Linked DNA regions of Zea mays: regions 1 and 3 are each linked to region 2. Evidence: chromatin contacts called from public Hi-C data. All regions are on one chromosome and are shown on one strand. Each heading gives the region's core, a stretch centred on a gene start, on an enhancer-like site or on the middle of the called end of the contact. The rest is flanking DNA. Distances are from core to core; before and after follow the strand shown.

Evidence for each region. A called contact is a pair of places that touch in the nucleus more often than the background predicts.
Region 1: a Hi-C map of ear shows a contact between it and region 2, with 3 times the contacts expected there. The contact joins the promoter of LOC100276735 here to the promoter of LOC100277048 in region 2. A contact is called at or near these places in 3 of 25 Hi-C or Micro-C datasets (ear, root tip and tassel).
Region 3: a contact with region 2 is called in a Hi-C map of tassel, with 2.2 times the contacts expected there. The contact joins the promoter of LOC100279961 here to the promoter of LOC100277048 in region 2. A contact is called at or near these places in 7 of 25 Hi-C or Micro-C datasets (bundle sheath, ear, leaf and 2 more) and 1 of 3 datasets of contacts at active chromatin or transcription factors (leaf).

The regions. Positions count from the first base shown.
Region 1 is chr10:116,487,280-116,490,107 of Zm-B73-REFERENCE-NAM-5.0, forward strand. LOC100276735 reads left to right here and starts at 1,417. Exons shown (of 2, transcript NM_001150452.2): 1 at 1,417-1,559; 2 at 1,933-2,537. The coding sequence starts at 1,962. The coding sequence ends at 2,279.
Region 2 is chr10:116,210,051-116,212,750 of Zm-B73-REFERENCE-NAM-5.0, forward strand. It overlaps LOC100277048, which reads right to left and starts at 1,382. Exons shown (of 4, transcript NM_001371584.1): 1 at 1,047-1,382; 2 at 640-750; 3 at 431-511; 4 at 1-309. The coding sequence starts at 1,292. The coding sequence ends at 235.
Region 3 is chr10:115,764,874-115,767,573 of Zm-B73-REFERENCE-NAM-5.0, forward strand. It overlaps LOC100279961, which reads right to left and starts at 1,357. Exons shown (of 12, transcript NM_001152911.1): 1 at 1,068-1,357. The coding sequence starts at 1,343.

The DNA of each region.
Region 1 (2,828 bases), core at 167-2,666, 280 kb after region 2:
CCGAAACAAACAGCCACGCTGTCTCCCGAGCGCCATCGCCCAGGCCTCTGAATGTGGAAAATCTACTTTTTATTTATTTTGCTGTTTTAAGTAATATCCAAGTGACGCAATTCGAAACTTTTTGTTTACATGGATCCGTAGAGTTGCATGTTGTGTAGATTGTCTAACATCACTGGCTCCTTTTGTTTTCTCAATCACATTCTCTACGGGCTACGGCTACGCTAGCGCCACTAGTGTGCCGCCACATGGATTTGCTTTAGGGACTGCTGCTCGCAGTAAGCCAGGAGGTGCATCGCAGAGGCAAGAGGTGAAACCAAGCCAAAACAAAAAGGAAAAAGGGGTAAAGAAGCACGACGAGCAAGGCAGATACGAGATTGGCAGGCGTGCAGTAAAAAAAAAAACAAACAAACAGGGGAGGTAGAAAAAAAAGGGCCTTCCTTCAATCGTGAGGCATTCAATTGCCGGGAGAGGAGACCATGATCGCCCGACGGTGGTGTAGACGCGGGTGGCGCAGTAAAGCGACGGTAATCATCACCACCCCCTGCATTGTAAAAAGAGATATAGAAATAGAGAGAGAGAGAGAGAGGAGAGACTGTAAAAATAAAGAGAGAGTGAAGAAGAAGAAAAAAGGGGTGAAGAGGTGTGGCGCGTGATGATGAGCGAGGGAGGACCCGGAGCCGAGCCATCATTACGAATCTTGGGCCGGCTGAGGCCCATCATCATCATCATTTGAAGCCCCCCTAGCCGTACCCAGCTCGACCTCTTTCTCACTAACCATTCTGGCTCGGCCGGCCACCAGTGTCAAACCACTTGATAAAAAGTTGTCGACTAGCTAGACTACCTCCCCCCGCTCTAGAAAGTGGACGTGTGTGTGTGCGTGCGGTGGAAGGATGGAGTACAGTCGCCGGCGAGAAGCAGCGCACGTCGGGGGCCTCTCGAGATCTTGATGGCTTGAATTTCACAAGGAACGGGACAACAATTCCGGCATACTTTCAGCGTGCGGTGGCGCGCACAAGGAGAGGAGGAGGAAGAAGAAGTGTAGACGCGCGCGGCTGGGGCAGCCAGCAGCAGCGTCACGTGAGGGCAGGCCAGGCAGCCCACCTTGGCACACCCAGGCCTCATGATTAGCCACCATTTACGCCGCCCTGCCCTGCCCTGCCCTGCCCCCCCTCCTTATACGACCAAGCATCATAGCATCCCCTCTGTCCCTCTGGCTCAAGTTCAAAGGGGGTCATGAGGAGTGGCAGACTAGCGTCCCCGTCCCCCCCACCTTCTCGTACGTGCGGCGCGCCATGCCATTGCCGAGCGGGTCCGCAACCGCCCCCGCGCGTCGCCGCCGAGGCGAGGGAGATCGATCGCGGTCGCGCCTATAAATAAGCCCCACCACGCAGCACGCACCCAAGAAAAAAGCAGAGCAGTGGACTTGGCCAAGAAAAAAGCAGAGCAGTGGACTTGGCCATCGATCCTCCCAGCTGCCTGCCCCCACCAGCAATCTCCGCTGCCGGCCCCCCTTCTCCTTCTGCTAGTCGAGTGACCGACCGCGGCTTCCAACGGCGGAGGTGATCCTCTCGGTCTCGTCGCTTTTTTTCCATGGTGATGCATGCATGCGCTCAATTGGTTCCTGCATGCATGCACAATCATGGCTCCATCCATGCGTGTACATGTACATGTAGAACGCCTAGTGCTTCCCCTCCCCCTTTTTGTTCGTTTCTGCTTTACACAATCTGCTGCCCCCCAATGCCTTCGATATATTTTGAATATATATATGCCTTGGCAAGTGGCAACCAACCTTTTTATTTATTTATTTATTTATTTATTCAATAGAAGTTTCAGTATATATATCTACTGCTGCTCTGCTAGCATGCAATGCACCCTGTTCCATTTTGCATGGCCTTAACGATTTGGTCTGATGATACTCTGGAACATGGGCAGGCAAAGGCAAAGGCAAAGCGCGAGCGAGCATGGACAGACTGAACGCGAAGCTGTACCTGCAGAACTGCTTCATCATGAAGGAGAACGAGCGGCTGCGCAAGAAGGCGCTGCTGCTCAACCAGGAGAACCAGGCCCTGCTCACCGAGCTCAAGCAGCGGCGCATCGCCAAAACCAAAACGGCGGCGCCGCCCAACCACAGCGCCAACGGGAATGCGGCGGCGGCAGCAGGCCACCGCGCGCCGATCCCGGACCTCAATGCCGCCGCTCCGGGCCCGCGTGCAGCCGGCCACGAGAAGGCGGCGGCGGCGGCGTCGCCCAACAAGCCGAAGAAGGCGGTCGCCAACTGACGCGCGGCTTCATTAGTTAGTCAAAAGCTGCCTTGTAGTTATCTTTACCGGTTTGCCGCCAATTCTGGACGCATGTCAAGTCAAGAACGCCGCCTGCTTAGTTGTTTTAGCTAATGCATACTGGAGTTGCATTGCATGCCTAATGTAATGATCGAGACATATGCTGCTCTGCTCCCTTCTGGAGGGATATAGCTAGATCAGCTAGTGTGGTATATATACGTAGTTGGGTGTGTCTGCTGTATGACAGGCAGTGGTGCTTAAGGAGTGAGCTTCTTCTTCCCTGGGATCTTTAGGACAAGTAGAGCTTTCTGCTGCATGCTCCATGAGGATGTGCCAATCTAAAGCATGCATGGTGCTACCGTCTTTTTGCATGAAAAACTCGAGTACAGCGTAGGGTGGTGTCTAATAAGTGCAGTGCAAAAATATCAAATTGCTCAGCCACAAAGGAATGGAACTGACAATCATCAGGCCTGACAATTCAGAAGGCTAAGTGTTCACTTGAAATAGCCTCTTAGACTTGTACAAGTGGCATTCAGGCTCCATGAGACT
Region 2 (2,700 bases), core at 132-2,631:
AGTGCAACGAGACTCGTACGAACTGGTGAAATAAAAGAGACCAAAGAGAGAAGAAGAAAAAAAGAAGAGAAAAGGATCACCCAACGAAAAACATCAGTTACTACAAGCACCACCTTGAACAGGTCACGAATCCACGGCACACGGGGATCAGATTACAGAGGGCGAGCGTGCAAGCTCTGGATGGATGAGTGGATGGAGAGGTGGGTGAGCAGAGCACGGAGCACCGACTGGCGTCTAGTAGAGCGAGTCGACCGTCTTGTTGAGCTCCTCGAGCTTCTTCATCCGCATCCTCTCGCTTTCGCTCACAAGCTGCAATGCAACAGTCAGTCCCAGGCGACGCAGAGCAAGGGCGAATGTTCAGTGTCAAGAGCTGATTACAGTGAGCTACGAGGTTAGGTTACTTTTCCTTTCATGGCCAGAGAGATTTTACCTCGATTAGCCTGTTCACTAGCAGAGCCTTCTCTTTGCTCTTCTCGTTGTACGCCTCCAGGACCTCCTTGTACTCCTTCTCCTTTGGAGTTTTTTTTTTCATTTGGCCAAAATAAAAAAAATCCAGACGTCAACTCATGAATGAACTACTTGAAACAAAGGAAACAGCAGGTAGGGATTTGTACAAGCTTGTGTCAGCTCCCCTCTCACCTTCTTGACGCAGCTCTTGCTGAGAGGCTTGAGCTGACGGTTCACCGTGTCGATCCGCTTCCTTATCGACTCCACCTCCTTCCTTGTAGGGTCGGCCATCCCTTCAAGCTCCTGACAAAGGGAAACAGCAGGCAGGGATTTGTACAAGCTTGTGTTCGTTCGCACAAATTATTAAGAGTCCCACGAGATCCCTAAATTCATACAGTGCTAAGTAGATCAATTTCCTGACAGAAATACAGAATCGAAGTGCTGTGATGGGTGCCATTCTGGCAACCTATCTCAAAATTCAGAGACCAATATGGTTGGCAGCAACAGCAAGACTAGCGCCGCACATCATGTAGACTAGTCGTATGATTTTGTGCCGTACAGAGCGAAGGTAACTGACGGACGGACGGACGTACACGTACCTGCCTGATGAAGGCGAGTCGCTTGGACTCCTCCTCGACGCGTCCGAGGTGGGCGAACACCTTCTCCCGGACCTCCATCTTGCGCCGCTCGATCTGCTCCTCCTTGGCCTTGAACACCGAGAGCGCCGACCTAGAGGACCCCTCGCCGTCGTCCTCGTCCGCCCCGCTGCCGCCCAGCGACGACGGGTGCCTCACCCGCAGCACCATCTGCATCGGCGGCTGGTCCACGCCGCCGCCGCCCTGCATGTTCTCCTCCTCCTCTACCTCAGGCAGCTTCGCTCCCTCGTACGCTGTCCGCGCGCGTGTCTGCTGCGGTTCGGCGTCGGCGCGGCCTAGCTATTCTCTCTTCCTTCTCTTCCTCGCCTCACGCCATTTATAGCACGCACAAGCTGCCTGGCTGATGCAGGTCGCCGTGGCCTCCGTTGCTTTCCCGGCAATGCTGGCTGTCTAAGCAACCGAGCACAGTGGCAAGCAAGTGGAACTGAGAAGAAAAAAAAGGGGGGCAAAACAGTCGCTAGATTGATTAGCTAGCAGGACGACGGCTGCTGTGTCGGCCTCGGACAAGGAAGAAGAAACGGAGAGGAAGCCAAGAAGTCGCGCGGCACGGCATGCATCATTGCTCAGTAGAATCTGATTGGACTGCTGTACATGCATGCATGTGACCGGAGCGGCGGAGCGTGTGCGTGCGGGAGCGGCGTACGCGCGCGCGCGCGGTAGCTTCTGCCAGAGACCACCACCAATCTAGATGGCGATGGCGATGGCGATGGCGATCGGCCGATCACTGCACCGTGTATAGTATTGTATGGTTGCTGTTAGGTGCAGTGGTGATGGCGTGCCCTGGCCTGCCTGCCGCCAGAGGTCGAGTACAAGTAACTCTTCCCCGGCCTGCATGCTCTGCTCGCCCGAGAACTGTGCCGGGGAAGCGACTCCGGTGAGGTGAGGTGATCCTTTCCTCGGGTTGGTGCGCCCGCGCGCGTCTCGTCGCGCTTGGACGTCGCTGAGCCCTCCCTCGGTCGGGCTACGCAGCGTCGTCTTGCGAACGACTTGGTGCCTGCAAGTTTGAAAGGCCGACACGCCGTTGCCGTTAGACCAACTCCAGCAAGACTCCGTATCCCACTCCGTATCCGCATTTTGCACGGTCTGAGGCACTATTGCGCGCTCCAGCAGGCTCCGCATCCCTCTCCGCAAAATGGACGCCGTGTCCCTGCGCTCCCCATTTCCACACTTTCTCTCTCCTCTCCGTAGCTCTCTGCGTGCGCGCGCGCCTGCTGGCGGGCCCCAGGTGTCATAGACTACATGCGGAGTGGGATGGGGAGTGTTGCTGGAAACGGAGACGGATACGGAGAGGAGAGAGAATGTGTTGGCCGCGCGTTTTAGGGATACGGAGAGGCACACTGCTGGAGTTGGTCTTAGTCAGTCGCCACTGGAATGGATTGACAACTGAGACGGGGCATCGGTCCTAGAGAGGGAGATACCAGAGGTCCAGCCGGCAGAGAGTAGCAGCAGCCAACACACGGCACAGCAGAAAAGGCAGCTGCAGGACGTGTGGGTGTGGCTCGACCTCAGTGGAATAACAAAGTTTTCCTCTGCTTACCTAAGCTAAGACCTAATCTTTTGCTGACGCAAAAAAAAAAAACCAACCGCAGAAGAGTAG
Region 3 (2,700 bases), core at 107-2,606, 450 kb before region 2:
GGTATTGTCATGACTAAAGTATGCTGTAGTATTTCAAAAAATTGTGGTTTTCAAAAACTTTGTTTTCAAATAGGACCTTAATCTGTTGTATATTGTAAGCTGCATCCTGATATACATATATATCTGTCAATTATAAGTTGGGAACATGTACTCGTCCTCTATCAAGATCGCATGGACAGGTGAGCTAGAGTTGACAATCACGAATATTTTCTATGGGGTTCCTTTTTTTTCCCTACCAAGTTAACGCAAGAAGCTAGGTAAGCAACACTGCAACAGCGACCGGAGGCCACTAAAAAAAGTCCAATCCGTGCAAATGCGGTTCGAGTCTGACATCTTATGAACTTCCGTACGGTGTTGAACGGGGCCTTTCTTATTGCCTGGACCACACAGCCCAGCCGAGCCGAGCACCGACGGTTCGCACCACGTTGGTGCCGAGCTGGGTGATGCGATGCGACAGGAGCAAGCTATACTCACCCTTGCGAACCCGGCAAGCCAAGCCGGTGATTGTTAATCTTGTTCAGGTGTAAACAACAATATCTCCACGGGCACCATTACGGCGATCTGACCTAATAAGCTTCTGCCTATCGATAATGCATGGCTACAGCCGAAAGAGAACAGACAAGTAAATAGACCGGCAGAAAAGCTCGGAACGGAGGGTTTGGTTTAATTGATGTTTCAGGGGAAGAAGAGAACGGAGGGTTTGATTACTCCCATGTTTAAGTACGAACAAAAAGGGGCAAAAAGAAAAAGGCCAACTTAACTTAACTAGCGCCGCTTCTGCTACCACCACCACGCGCACCACGATTCTCCATGAACATGTGTGGTTGGTTGGCAGTAGTGGTAGTGTGGTGTGGTGGCACCAAGGCCATAGCAGAGTCGATCGTTCGACAGCAGAGAACCCACTCGGCAATCAAGCAAAGCAGTTCGATTTGTTAGGGAATTATTAAAACGTATTGCCATGCGCCGGTAAGGAAGATCGGCCAGCCAGCCAGGCAGACAGCCATTCAATGAAATAGCAGAGGAGCGAGCGAGCGAGCAGAGGGAGGATGCGAGTGGTTCTGACGTACCAGGACGGTGATCCCGCGGAACACGTCGAGCGAGACGAGGCGCTGCCGGTACCGGGTCGACGCCGGCGCCGGAGACGGAGACGGAGAGGGCGTGAACACGCGGCGCTTGGGGTAGCCGTCGCACGGCGCGGCGGTGCCGGCCTCCAGATCCGCGGCGACGGCAGGCGCGTCGTCGCTGCGGACGAGCTCGTAGCGCCCCATCGGCCCCGCTCCCGGCCGCCGGCCGCCGCACGGCTCCGGCAACGCCCCTTCATTGGCCGCAGCAGCAGCGCCCATGAGCACAAGCCAGGGGCGGCAGGCAATACATACAATACAGCTACAACAAGTGCGTGACAAGATGCGGCGCGGAAGGTGCGGTGCCCCCCCTCACCTGACAACTTGCGCCAACCACTCGCCGGTCGACTCGTGGTCGTGGTGGCGCGGCTCGGCTCGGCTAGTGCCTCTGCCTAGTGTTCTCGGTTTCCACCCTTCACCGCTGTTCTGCACCTCCTGATCGCAGCTTTGCAGGGCCGCCGCGAGATTGGCGAACGGGGGATGTGTGCGATATAAATTTATATCCGGGCGGGCGTGCTCCGGACTCGATCCCTTGTCCGCCGCATCTGGCTTCCTCGTGACAGTTTTTGTGCGTGCCGTCCCGTGGCCGTGGTGGCTACAATTGCGCACACGGCAGGTACGCACGCGTCGCGCCGTCTGGGCCCTTGGATCGATCACGTGACAAACACTCTGTTTCATCATCAAACAGAGTCTGCAACTGCTTGCTATGGGTCGATCAGGCTACCGGTACACCAGATCATCATGTACTGCAAGCAACAGCCCCGTTATTCATACTTGGGCCACGGTACGGTTTCATCATCAAACAAACGGCCACGAATCGAAAATGCGCGCGGGTCTTAGACGAAAGAAATGCACAGTTCGGGATCCAATGTCTTGGCTTGGCTATCATAACTGGCATATATATGGGATCGGGATGGGAGGCAGAAATCCCGACGGCACGCTCGCCTCAGCCGCTGAGGCTGTGTGTGGGTGGGCACGAAAAGGCCACATGGAGGCCTGTTGGAGCTAAGATAAGTTTAAGCCTGCCTAATGTGAGGCTTCATGTCAAATGGATCAGTTTTGCGCTCAACGTTGGAGGGGCTTGTGGCTTCCACGCCTGGGCCCATCACCAGAGAGTTTATGGGCTTCAAAACCTCAATTCCACCTCACCTCGAGGTTTCAAGAGCAACTCCAAAAAAAATTTCTCTAAAAATTGGTTATTCGGGGCATTCTAAATACACCATATTTAGGCTTGGATGGAAGTAATACCCGAGAAAGGTGGTAGCTTTCACTTTATCATGAAGCTACAGACAGACCCGTGTCATCGGTCCCAGCCGAACGATTGACTTTTCAATTGACTTTTCGAGTGATATCACATCTAGATGACGTCAACTCAGATTAGGTAGTTCTTGCAATTTAGTATAAGCTCTACGAAGCCAATTTTGCTACCTTTGATCATAGCCTATCACATAAAAATTAACTTCGGATCAATTAGACATGCAAATTATCCATACAATACCTTAAATGGTCGTACGTAAAAATGATTTTAAGCATATATTGTTCTATTTATTATTTTTAGTAGGAAAACAATGAATATTTA